2 separate regions of the Mus musculus genome follow, and region 2 is linked to region 1. Evidence: chromatin contacts called from public HiChIP or PLAC-seq data. All regions are on one chromosome and are shown on one strand. Each heading gives the region's core, a stretch centred on a gene start, on an enhancer-like site or on the middle of the called end of the contact. The rest is flanking DNA. Distances are from core to core; before and after follow the strand shown. Region 1 has its middle 27 kb from the start of Gm33172. Region 2 has its middle 40 kb from the start of 4930526H09Rik.

Region 1 (6,572 bases), core at 2,864-5,363:
CCAGCAAACTGCAATCGCTTGAGATTTAGATCTGGGAGGGGGTGGGGGCTTGGAGTGGAGGTGAAATGTCTCCTCTGATGTCAGGGCTGTGGCTGAGCTCACTGACAGCAAGCCCTTTGATCTCTCCTGACCACTAATACTAATCCTGACGCCCTTTGCATTGGTTTCCTTTTCCATGTGGAGAATTTGCACTGCCTTAGTTTCCTGTTTCAATCTCATATGCGTATTGCTTTCTATATGTGTTGAATTGTGTCTAGCTGGCTTACCCTGAGAGCATCCTGACACGAGATTATCAAATTTGGAAAAAAACAAAAAAAAACAAAAAAACAAAAAAACACAGAGTCCATAAGCAACCCATCCTGCAGTTAACCATTTCCCTCCCAGCCATCTCCTAGTGGTTCTGGTACTACATTAGAAAATTCTGTTTTATTGTCTCCTTCTGATCCTGTGCTGGAGTAGGAGCTTAGTGTAGTCTGAGTGATGTAGGAAGCGTCAGCCAAGACCTTTGGCTGAAGAGTCTGATAAACTGTCATCGAGAGACACTCAGAAATTAGGGCAGCCTTACCTTTAAGCCCCTTGGAAGCATTCATCCAAACATCCACAGACTTTGGCAAGTGACTTGGCAGGTTAGTCACTCAAAAAGAGTGTAGTGAATTGCTTTCTACAAACTGCACACACTTACTTCCTCGGGATAATGTGCACACTGGCACAGGGAAGATAAACTCTCCTAATGGCTTTCTAACAGGCACGCTTGTCGCTAAAGTTGTTCAACTGTAATTTGCACAGATTTCACTTCTAACCTACTTTCACTAGGCTTTAGAACAAAAAAAAAAAAAAAAAACGCTCAAACGGGAAAACAGCAAACACCCTGTAGAAGGTGTACACAACAAACCGATCAAAGACAAGTTATGATTTGGGAAAGCAGAATGAAGAATTGAAGGACGGGCTGAATTATTAATATTTTTCTATTGTTCAGTGAATAGCTAGGCTGACAATAGTCATTGTGTTCCCAGGCTTTTATTGTAACTGCGATGTATTGTATTGGGTAGTAGGATCTGGGAACACATATTATCTGATAAACAATCTCATACACAATGGCTGGTTTCCCAGGCTCTGTAAAATGCCCATTTAAACTCATAATATAATTTGAATGAGTGAGTCTATTGAATAAATGTTTCTTTTAACCATAACAAATATTTCAACAACTCCTAACCTAAAGCCTTTAAATGTAGATGTGAAACACTGGTAATCTGAAGTTTTAAGAATGTAACTGATGGCATAACAACTTGAATTATGGTTGAGGACAGAGCATCTACAACTGTGACTGTCGGTGACCTTTGTCCCTTCTGGAGACTCTGAAAGCTGAAGAAAATTAACTATATATCCAGACTTTGCCAGAACTGGTCTAAAACTCAGATTGTTTGATAAAAATGTCTCAACTACCAGCATTATTTTCTTGCCTATCAAAGCAATATTACTGGTTATATGTGTGTATGTATATACATATACTATTATATAATGTATGAGTCTATTTCTGGGTGGAGATTCCTTTCCACGGTTGTGTATACCCTCTCTTAGTCAGAATCATTTATTCTTTATTATAGTAGGTTCATAGTATTTCTTGTTGTATGCCAGTTACAATACATTCTCATTTTTTAACCTGTTAATATGGTGAGTGATAACTGGTTTGAGGGAAATTGGAACAGCCTAAAATTGCTGGAATAAAACCTATTTCTTCAAGGTACATAATAATTTTTATATATTGCTAAATATAGTTTCTTAGAGTTTTGGTGGGCAAATTCGGATAGTATTCTACAGTGTTCTCCTCTCCCCAGTTTGGTTTTAGTATCGGGATAATGCCATTTTCATAAAACAAGCATAGCCTCTAACATTTTCTTGAAAAGACTATATGGGACTAATATTAATTGAACTTTAATATCTGTATGAATTCTCCAATGCATGGGCCTGGAAATTGTTCCAAGAAGCTTTAAATCACAAATTCAAATTCCTTAATAACTAAAGATTATTTTAATTGTTGACTTTGTATTGGGCAATTATTAGTAGTTAGCATTTTAAATTAATTTGTTCCATGTATGGTTTCAAATTTATGTGTACAAGGCAGGTCAGCCTATTCTTTATTATCCTTCTGCTGTCTGCAGGTTTTGCAGCAATATCTGCCATTCCATTCCTTACCTAATGATACGGCTTTTCTTTCCCGTTGTTGGTTTTACAAGTTATCTGCTTTAGGAGGCTTTAAGGAAGCAGGTCTTTGCCCCACTGATGCTGTCTTTGTCTGTCTGTAGGATTTTTCACTCCTCTTCTTACTCTGTCACTTTCTTCCTCCCTGCCTTGCTTTCCCTTTCTCCTTTCAGTAGCCTGAAGCTGTGGTCACTCACTCTCTCACACTATGTTCCTCTTCTCTCCTCCGCTCACATCCAGACCCTTCACTTCCCTCTCAGACTTTCTTTGCCAGTGGCAACTTTGCATAGGTTGCTTTTTTTTTTCTTCTGTTTAATTCATTTTCAAATTTTCCATTAATCTTTCCTCACTTTATAGATTACCTATGAGTACGTTATTATTATTTCCAAACATCTTGAGAGTTTCATGTCATCATTTGTCCTTCACTTCCATTCTATTGTAAGCAAAGAACACAGAACAATATCAGCTGCCACTCTGGTTTTCCCCAGTCAACTTTTTATTCCCATTTCTCATTGCTAGAGCTTGTTCTTGGTTCTCTTTGTTGTTACTGCTAATTTTTGATGTTATGATTTAATTATAATATTTTCTCCCTTCCCCTTCAGCCCTCCAAATCCTCCTATATATCCCTTCCAGCTCATTTTCAAAGTCATGGCTTTCTTTTCATTAATTGTTAGTACAGGCATATATGGATTTCTATAAACATCTATATTCTTAAATACAATCTACTGAGTCCACATAATTTCCCTTGTGAAATCATGTGTAACTCACATTTTCAGAGCTGACCTTTTGACCCCGGGCAACAAATTGTTGTGCTCTTCCCTGCGAGGGCCACTGTCCCACTCCCAGCTTTACTCAGTTGTCCATCATTGTTTTTGTAGGGTTGAGACCTCATGGGCTGTTCCCTATTCAGTTTGGTCATTGCCATCATCTTTGTCCAGCTCACATTGGGCGTTCATGTTTGTGAGACTTTGTGGATATAAGTTCAACACATGAATCCTTCCTTTAGGAGATCTTACCAGTACTTCATATTGAAAAGGTCAGCTCAGAGCCATTGGAAAATTCCACCAGGCACCCCCTGCCCTCGGAAGAGACAGGTCAGAGAGCACGTAGGCCAGGAGGAAGACACTAATTAAGCCTCTACTACCTCATTCCCTAAAGACCAATCAGTTTAAAGGGTACACTATTACACCAATCATATTGTGCCTAGTTGCTGATGCTCTATTCTGCTCTTGGAAACTGTATAAAAACTCACTGAATGGGCCACTCAAGGTCACCACCTCTCCTTCAGATGCAGGATGACAACCACAGCATGCAGGAACAGTACATTCTTCTTGCTTTTGCATTTAGGCTTGTTTTAGTTAGCATTTTCTTTTAATACTGATCCTGCAGGAAGATAAATGGTTGCTTAGCCCCAAGTAGGTGTTAAAGAACCCATTTCCCATTTGGTCTTTATTGATATGTACAAGGTATAGAGGACTCATTGTTGTTGATAATCAAATATTGGAGTTTGATCTTGTCACATGGTTTTCACTAATTCAGTGGGCACGAAATGCCTTATTAACAGACAAGGGAACCCTCTTGTCTTTCCCTGGTACTATCCCAGTGAACACTGAAACACCTTATAGCAACTTCTTGAAGCTGTAGTCTTTCCACCTCAGAATCTATGCTCAGCTCTCTCGGGACTTCCCCCCTGCACTGTGGTGTTTTGCTAAATTAGGGAAGTTATTGTTTAACAGCTCTCTCTTCCTTGGTTGCCTCTTTCATAGTATGTTGCCTAAAGAAATCGTGCTCTGGCTGGTTTTCCTTTCTGTTTAGCATTTGTTTTTATTTTTGTCTGCATTCATTATTGTTTCCAGGAGGCTGGGTTCATCAGCCCCACGTCTGGGATAAATGAGACAAGATGAGCATCCCGGGACCATATGACTTCATTCCCCTCACGTTAAGCTCTCTGGCTGGTCAACCTTGTCATGTCTGTGTTTCAGAGTTTTCACATTTTTTTAAAATGTTTGTTTGTTTGCTTGTTTTTGTAGTTACAATGTCTAGTGTTCTAAGTTGTATTTAGATGTTTTCTGTGACTCTAGAGAACCCTAACTAATACAGAGATAGAAAGAAATATATCACTCCATTTTCTTTAGAAACATTCTTAAACCCACGCCACAAAGTTTTCTAAGTGATCTTGTAGAAGACATTGTAAACATGAATAACTTTATCGCTAGATTCTGAGCTTGACATTATCATAGAAAAGCTACTCCCTTAAGTTTAGAAAAAGGTTCATCAGGTATTTTAGTATGTTTCAAGTTGTAACATACTAAGAATTAAAATGAGTTTTGGTGACTTTCTCTAAATACTTATTTCTTATATATCTTTTTCTTTATATAGTTATTCCTTTATTCAACATATCCTATAATTTATCACAATTCTTCCCAGTCCTCACTTCTCTTTTTCATCACATCTTCTCTCCTAAAGCATATGAAAAACTATAGGCCTGCAAAAGAAGGGTCAAATCACCTTCCTGGTCACTCTCTCATTAAATAATAGTGTAAAAAGGGCACTGGATCCAGAGTAGAAAATGTGCATTTATGTAATGTTCAGGCAGTTCCCCTTATATTATTATATAATATTATATATATATATATTACATTATTATATTATATATATTATATATTATATTAATATATTATAATATTCCCCTTATATGTATAGATGTGTCTATGATAACAGATTATAAATCCCCTTAGAGCAGTTGAGACTCTAAAGCTAAAGTTCAGCTTAAAACACTCTGTATTTTAAAAAGTCTCAGAATTTAAAGCATGTAAAAAGTTGCATTTCAAATATTACAGCAAAATACTGAAGACTAAAGCAAATGTTATGTTGCCTTGCATGAATTTGCTGGTAATTGCATAACAGACATAATCTGTTACACACCTATGTTGGGCTAGGGTGTACATTCCAGAGTTTCTAGGATCAGAGTTGATGTTCATCTCTTTTATCAGTCTACAGTCTCCCAGAGAAAAAGAGCCAGAGACAGGCTGTGTTCTTTAGAGCCTGGTCTGTAATAGATAGTCCAAATGTTTACTGAAAAGAGAGAGAAAAAATGGTGTCCTGTGATTGCTGATATCTTTTGGAATTAACGTAAAAGAAAAGCATTTCTATTGCCACAGAGGGTGTGCCTTTAAAATAAAAATGGGTCTTAGAAAAAAGTCATTATCCATCACTTTAACTCCTGCGAAAGGAACAACTGTAGATAAAGATTTGCAAGCCAAGCATTCCCCTGAAAGGGAAAGGGATGCATTTGATAAACATGGGTGAACATCAGACACTATTTTCCTTCTTTATCCAGTCTTTCTCTGGCTCTCTAACTGTTGACACTGGACACGTTCCAGGCCCACAGCTGAACCCACTTCAGAAGTGCATTCTCATTTCTCAAATGATTATAGATCTATTGATCTGGTTAGCAGAGAGTCTGGAATGCTGTTTATACTCAAATTCCACGGGCATCTTTTGATCTTTTCCAGAAGACCAAAGGCCATCAGGGACATCAACTGAGACTCTACCAACTGGCTACTTAAAGGAGAGGTGGTGAAGAAGGAAAGATTATTCATAATTTGTGCTAAAGTTAATTCCTCATACTTCCTTGCCCATATCTGACCCTCATTTTTCCTTCTGCTAGGTCCTTGTGTTGCTACAGATAATGAGGAAAATACCCGTTACTCTTATAATGTTTTCCTTCACAATCAGTTCATGCCCCAAACACACACACACACACACACACACACACACACACACATACATACACACACTTGAATTTGAAAGCATATTCATGATGTTGATCATTCTGCAGTTGCATAAAAAATCAGTAAGGTGTGTGAAAATATTCAGATTTTTCTAGAGATAGACTATTTTATGTTTCATTACATCTTAAAGGACTTAGGAAAGTGGATAAATATGAAGCACAATAGGTCCAATAATGCAAACTACATAGTAGTGAGAAGAAAATGCCACATGCAGAAGGCATGAAACCAATAGTCTAGCTTATTCTGTCTCCTGCTAGCAATTACTCGTAGTCTTCAGCGACTGGAGGCTGAGCTCTTTACAGGTATCCTTCCTTAATTGTTTGCTGTCAAATAATGCTACAATAAAATCTCTGCTGAACATACAAATATGTGTTGACAAGCAAGATTGAGAGTACTTACAAAAAAAAATCCATCTACCAAAAGGAATATAGCAGACAGAGAAACTGTTACAATGAGATTCTAATTAGACTAGGTAGGAATACTCAGAAGGGTCTGTGGCAGTTCTCAACATAGGAAGAGCGAATGTGTACCCCTTTAACACCCTTATATAATGGGGCCACACCACCCCAAATAAAACAG
Region 2 (6,311 bases), core at 2,422-4,921, 230 kb after region 1:
CTTTCTTTTCTCTGAAATTATTCTCTAAGTATGAGATACTAAAAGGCCTGCTTTAGAACACTGCACTAAGAGTTAAGTGTTCACATAGTTTTGGTTAGTCTACAGAGGATGCTCCAAACAGTGAATCTTAGTTACTCTTGCCACACAGAGGTAATTCATTCTCATTCTCTCTCTCCCTCCCCCTCCCCCTCCCCCTCCCCCTTCCCCTCCCTCTCTCTCTCTCCCTCTCTCCTTCTTCCCCACCTCTCTCTGTCTCTGTCTCTGTCTCTGTCTGTCTCTGTCTGTCTCTCTGTCTCTCTGTCTCTCTCTGTCTCTCTCTGTCTCTCTCTGTCTCTCTCTCTCTCTCTCTCTCTGTGTGTGTGTGTGTGTGTGTGTGTGTGTGTGTGTGTGTTAAAACTATTAATTGTAGTAAGCATGGAGAATGACATGTAAGCAAGTCTTAAAATAGATTTTTTTTAATAGAGTTTAACTATTACCAGGAAGCTTCTGTGTCTGTAAATCTATGTGAATTTGAGAACAAACTTTGTCAACTAAACATAGCCCTCCTATTCCCTTCAGAAACCCCTTTTGACTTTCCAACTCCTGCCAATAATTTAAAAGTAAACAAGCAAACAGACAACAAGAATACTACATTTAACCAAGTTAAATACATTTTTGTCCTCCATATCTTATTTATATTAGCCTTTTTAAATTATAGAGAGCCTGAAATTTACATATCTTGAGTAATTTTCTCCATGTAACATAATTGAAAGGAAAGTCCATTTCTTGTCACCATTACCTGGTATTTTTTGTGCTTTAACCAGTTATATATTCATCCACTGTTTTTTTTTTCTTATTTCTAATTGTCACATGATTGTACATATTTATGTGAAACAATGTGATATGTGAACATTACACACACACAAACACACACACGTACACCATTTGAAATGATTAGTGTACCTGCTCTCTTTATTGTGGCTGTGTGATAGGAGCATTAAACATCCCTCCTTCTGAGTAGTTTAAACTATCCAATACATCATTGGCCACCTTAAATCTAGTTTTCTTTTGGCCAAATTTCACTTACCAAAATGTAATATGTCATTAATATCACATCTGTCTGTCCCAGTGATTACTACTGACACAGCATAAAGGGCAAGCTAAAAATAAAGCAGACGTAAGGCTCCATCAGTCACCAGCTTGCCTCCCTAGAGCTATTTTAAGCATGAGCCTCCTCTCTGCAGGATCTCTTGACCTCAGAGAGGGAGAAGTCATAGAGTTCAAGTCATGGGTGGCAGTGATTCATCCAGACTTAGTAATCCTTTTCCTCAGTAGTCCACTTGTATGCTTATGACCACTATCACAAATAAGAAATAACTTGTAAAGCTCAAGTTGAAAGTACCCAAGGAGCTAAAGGGGTCTGCAACTCAATAGGAGGAACAACAATATGAACTAACCAGTACCCCTAGAGCTTGTGACTCTAGTTGCATATGTAGCAGAGGATGGCCTAGGTGGCTATCAATGGGAGGAGAGGCCCTTGGTCTTGCAAAGATCATATGCCCCAGTACAGGGGAATGCCAGGGCTAGGAAGGGGGAGTGAGTGGGTTGGGTAGCAGGGCAGGGGGAGGGTATAGGGGACTTTCAAAGAGGAAACTAGGAAAGGGGGTAGCATTTGAAATGTAAATGAAGAAAATATCTAATAAAGAAAAAGAAATACAAAAAATAAGTTTCTTAAGGTAAACATCTAAAAGTCTTTGGCTTGCCGTCAAGGATCAAAAGGTATTTTTCAATGTTTCACTAATAATCAATACACGAAAAATATCTTAATACCCCAATAAAGTAGAGTTAAGACAATGACCCCGATTAGATGGACCATGTTCCAGGACAGCCCCAAGGATATGTGGACAAAGCAAAATAGACTCAATGAGTTAAAGAGAGAGAGGAGAGTTGATGAAATTGGGTGGATCTGTGAAGAGTTGGCCAAATATAGTGTACAAAATTCTCACATAATTAGGTGTGATGGCGCACACCTTTAATCCCAACACTCAGGAGGCAGAGGCAGGCAGATTTCTGAGTTCGAGGCCAGCCTGGTCTACAAAGTGAGTTCCAGGACAGCCAGGGCTACACAGAGAGACCCTGTCTCAAAAAAACAAAAAACAAAAAAAATTAATAAAATGTTATTTCATGGAGAAAAGGAAAATATTATTTGAGGAAGAAAAGATAGTAGTGGAAGTATGAATATAATAAGATAAATATCATACATGTGTCAATGTCATGATGAGTCTCACTGTTTGATACAACTAATAGACAGGAGTTACAAAGGAAAAAATATTTTAAAAATCCTTCTGAACTCTTTGGAATCATATGAGCAATCTAAGGAGGAAGTCCGGTCTATTTTCAGCCCCAAATTAAATATGGCCAATTTAAAATTAATTGACACAATATTTATAAATAACTCAAGACTCATCCGAGGTGGCAACACTTCCTCCCTATGCTCCATCCTCTCAAGTGTTCGAAGCTTACATTAAGGCCTCCAAATTGAGCAATCTTGCTGAATCATTAATGTTACCCTTTTGACTCACAAGAAGACACAAGGATTTGACAAAAATATTTACAAGCTTGCCTTCCTGAACCCATACTCCTGCTGTGGGGTCAGATCTCAACTTCATGATAGTTTTAGAAAACTATTTCTGGCATACCTGATCATGGTTAGTGACTTCAAGTCACATTGGCACAGAAAGGGGACTTCCCTTCTTACAGAGGAGCAGTGACATTATCGAACAGAACTCCATCTCCCCCACCCCATCTGTCTTGATCATCATGTTTCCCTTGATAGTCATTCACACAGATCCTTCATCTTATGAGAACTCTGGATTTCAGGCTGACTGTTAAACTTGGAAGGAAATTAGAGATCATAAAAACCCATGGTCTCTTCTCTCACTTGAAAAGCAGTGCTGGGTTGTGGGGGAGGCGCAGCTTTGTGTATAATTAGCAGTGATTCCTCCCTCTCTAGGTCTCCTTAAACTTGTGTGTTTCAGTTTCTTTTCTCCAGTACTCTAGAGATCATGTCAAAAAGAATCCCGGTAGATGACACAAAATTGTTTTTCATGGGTTCATTCATTTTCTCATTGAATAATATTTGGCACGACTGTGTGAAAGTTTCTGCTCAATCTACTATCTACATAGCAAGAAACACTGGCAGAATTTCTGCTTTCCAAAGTCTTAGTTGATTAAGTTACACGAACAACAGGAAAGGCTACCGTGAATGGTATGATATTTGTATATGGTAGATCAACAGGAGCAAATAAGAGAAATTGGTAGAACGAAGAGAGAAGATATTTCTAATCTGGGTTTGTTTACAAAGGAAAGCCTTCTGGGGTGGGTAATAGCCAGTCTATGACTTGAGTGAGCAGTTAAAAGTTTAAAAAAAAATGAAGAGACAAAGAGAAAGTGTCCAAAGAAAATCTTCACAACCCAGAAGGAACTAAAACAAGGCAGATCTGATGAAATACCACCTATTTCATCTAGTGGAGCCCAGGTGATCTAGGGCAGAATGGCGACACATGAAGCTGGAGAAACAGTCAAAGCCAGAATATACCAGCATTATTAAAAACAGTCATAAGGAGCTTAGACTTTTGTCTAAGAATTTCAGAACACAGTCAGGAATGTTAACATCTGGCAAAGATTACCGTGGTTAGATTGGGAAAGACATAATTTATGACAAGGAAGTCGGGGAGAGACAATTCAGACATGGAGACAAGCAACGGGCAGTCTGAATTAAAATATATCTCAGAAATATTTGTGCAGCTGAACCACAGGACTTTGGCTATACCAGGGCAAATGGGAATACACAAGGACCTGTCTCCTTCTACATTGTCCTCATTGCCTCCCTGCCTGTAAATCAGATAGATCACAGACCAAGCTCCCAAAGTGCTAAATTGAAGTCTGGAGGCTTTAAAGAAGGAAGGCTATGAAAAACTTCCTCTCTCACTAGTGCTCAGATGAAAAATTACTATATTTCAATCATTAGTCCAGACCCTGAACATCTAAATAGAAAGAGCACAGTGCCCATGTGTAAAGATTCCTATTTGGTAAGGCGTGATAGTCATGTAAACACATAGATAGAAAGCTGTGCTGGAAGTGTGCAAAGCCAAATCGGCCCACCAAGGAAATCACGAGGGATTGTGCGGGTGACTTCAACAAGAGCTTCTGATCTCATTTAGGAAAACTAAGCAGGACTTTCACATTCAGTGGAGGAGGAAGGTGGGGAATGGAGGAAATGAAAGTGTGTAGATAATAACATGGTTTCTGAGTGAGAGATACAGTCCACACTGTAAAAGAGAAGCCAGATATAGGAAGTTAAACATTGTGATCAAGGTCAAGAGGTTTATGGGTATGTCCTAAATGGGTATGATGTGACGGGTGTGTTAAGAAACTTCGATTTTAGCTATTAAACAGTGAAAAGAGTGAAAACAGCAAAAGAAAAGTCTCAGAGAAACCATTTATAGTTTAGATACTGATGCCATGTTTGAACAGGGGATAAGGTTTGAGGGAAGATATCGGAAAGCAAGGTGCAAGTCAAGAGGTTCTTAAATTTATGTAAAAAGGATCATGATGGGAGTCTACCCATGCGTGATAAGGGGTGATTCAGAGCAAAAGAGGGGGAGCTTCTTAGAAGAAAATGTTGAAAAAATATTCTAAGAAATAGGACTGCTGTTGGCAAAGGAGCTGGGAAAAGTAAAAATAGTTTCTTCCTGGAGTGACTGGCGAGACGGAAGCACTGAAATAGGGATTAATGAAGATAATCACTTTGCACTCTGGATTCTACTTCTATGCAGATAGCATGTACCTGGAGCTCAACATGATCTACACATAGGAGTCCAGATCACCGTCATCCAAAAAAGTCAACTTCCTTAGGAACAATTAGACTTGTCTACTTGGTTATTAAATAATAAATTGATCTATTAATTTGATTTAAAAAATACGTTGCTCCAAAACATACTTAGTAGTTTCAGGATGCTTTAGAGTATAACAGAAAGAAGTATAAAAGGAACACGTCATAAAAATATTAACACATAAGAGAGGAAATGAGAAAGTGCCTACTAATAAACAGGAGAAATCATATGACAACTTCAGAGTGAAACAATCAGAAGTCAGGAGAGCAGTGACCTTGAAGAATAAATCCAGTAAAATATGGGCTACAGATAGCCTTTGATCCACCACTGAAAACCTTATAAATAATAGTAGTGATCAAAGCAGCTTTAAAGTAGACAAAAACGGAAATAGGTCACCTAAGCCACCCTTGGTATTTACCTGTGGTTGACACACTAGACATTCCAAACAAAGGTTTCTTGTGCCCTAGATTGGGGAAGAAAGTATAATTAAATCAGTAATTATTGAATGGTTTCCTCAGAAATGCAGTAAGAAATACAATCAAGGTGTTCCTTGCTGTTCTTTTGAACCCAGATACTCTGTGATCGTTGGATGCCCAGTATTCCTCTGAGATGCAGACTGCTTCAAAATCACCTTCCTCACGAAATCTGTCGGAGCTAAAAGTTTAAAGAGAGTTCAGTTACAGAGAGGCTTAATAGATATTTGATTTCTGTGTATTAGAAATCAAGTAGATGGAATACAGACAGTGAGAAACACCAGCTTGTTGGGTTGGGTATAGCCTGAGCATTCCCAAGAAACAATTGTGTTTTACTTTGTCCCAGGAAGGCATGGCTGAGAGATCGTGGAATCTTTGGGATATTAAATCTAGTTAGAAGTTCTTGAGTATCACAGGATTAAGAGTTGAGCTGTGGATGGTTATGTTTATTATTTTATGTCTTGTTTGTTTGTTTGTTTGTTTGTTTGTTTTTGTTTTCTGAGACAGGGTTCCTCTGTATAGCCCTGGATGTCCTGGAACTCACTTTGTAGACCAGGCTGGCCTCAAACTCAGAAATCCGCCTGCTTCTGCCTCCCGAGTGCTGGGATTAAAGGCGTGTGCCACCATGCCAGGCCATTATTTTACGTCTTAAATGTCCTGTATATTATAGAGACTTGAATGAGCCATTTTATTTTTCCCTTTGAATCTAGACAAAGAAAAGAAACTCTTCAAGGCAATATTTAAAATCATAAAATGTTCTGTGATATGTGAAGGAAACTTTGATAGGCACCAACAGACTAAAGTCTAGCTAACAGTAGCCTGCTTGGTGCTTCTAAATAATGTATCAATCCTGTGGTACCTTAGGTTCCTCACATATAGTATCTATTCTGATAACCTCTAATAGCCCTTCTGGCTATTACTGCATATGACTACAGACACAATTATGCATTATCTTTTGCTATAG

What was found. HiChIP or PLAC-seq counts read pairs in DNA pulled down with a chosen protein or histone mark.
Region 2: an H3K4me3 HiChIP or PLAC-seq map of bone marrow-derived macrophages shows a contact between it and region 1, with 5 times the contacts expected there. The contact joins two enhancer-like sites. A contact is called at or near these places in 1 of 39 promoter capture datasets (the 3T3-L1 cell line), 1 of 15 datasets of contacts at CTCF or cohesin (the NIH/3T3 cell line), 1 of 484 Hi-C or Micro-C datasets (uterus) and 3 of 115 datasets of contacts at active chromatin or transcription factors (the NIH/3T3 cell line, bone marrow-derived macrophages and microglia).

What each region holds. Positions count from the first base shown.
Region 1 is chr13:110,707,153-110,713,724 of GRCm38.p6, forward strand. No RefSeq gene overlaps it. Among named protein-coding and RNA genes, the nearest start is that of Gm33172, 27 kb to the left of the region's middle. Within about 2 kb of position 4,114, at least 6 of the 459 cell types and tissues checked have an H3K27ac peak or open chromatin away from gene starts, as enhancers often do. A contact at or near this core is called in bone marrow-derived macrophages, where this site is marked.
Region 2 is chr13:110,940,595-110,946,905 of GRCm38.p6, forward strand. No RefSeq gene overlaps it. Among named protein-coding and RNA genes, the nearest start is that of 4930526H09Rik, 40 kb to the left of the region's middle. Within about 2 kb of position 3,672, at least 38 of the 459 cell types and tissues checked have an H3K27ac peak or open chromatin away from gene starts, as enhancers often do. A contact at or near this core is called in bone marrow-derived macrophages, where this site is marked.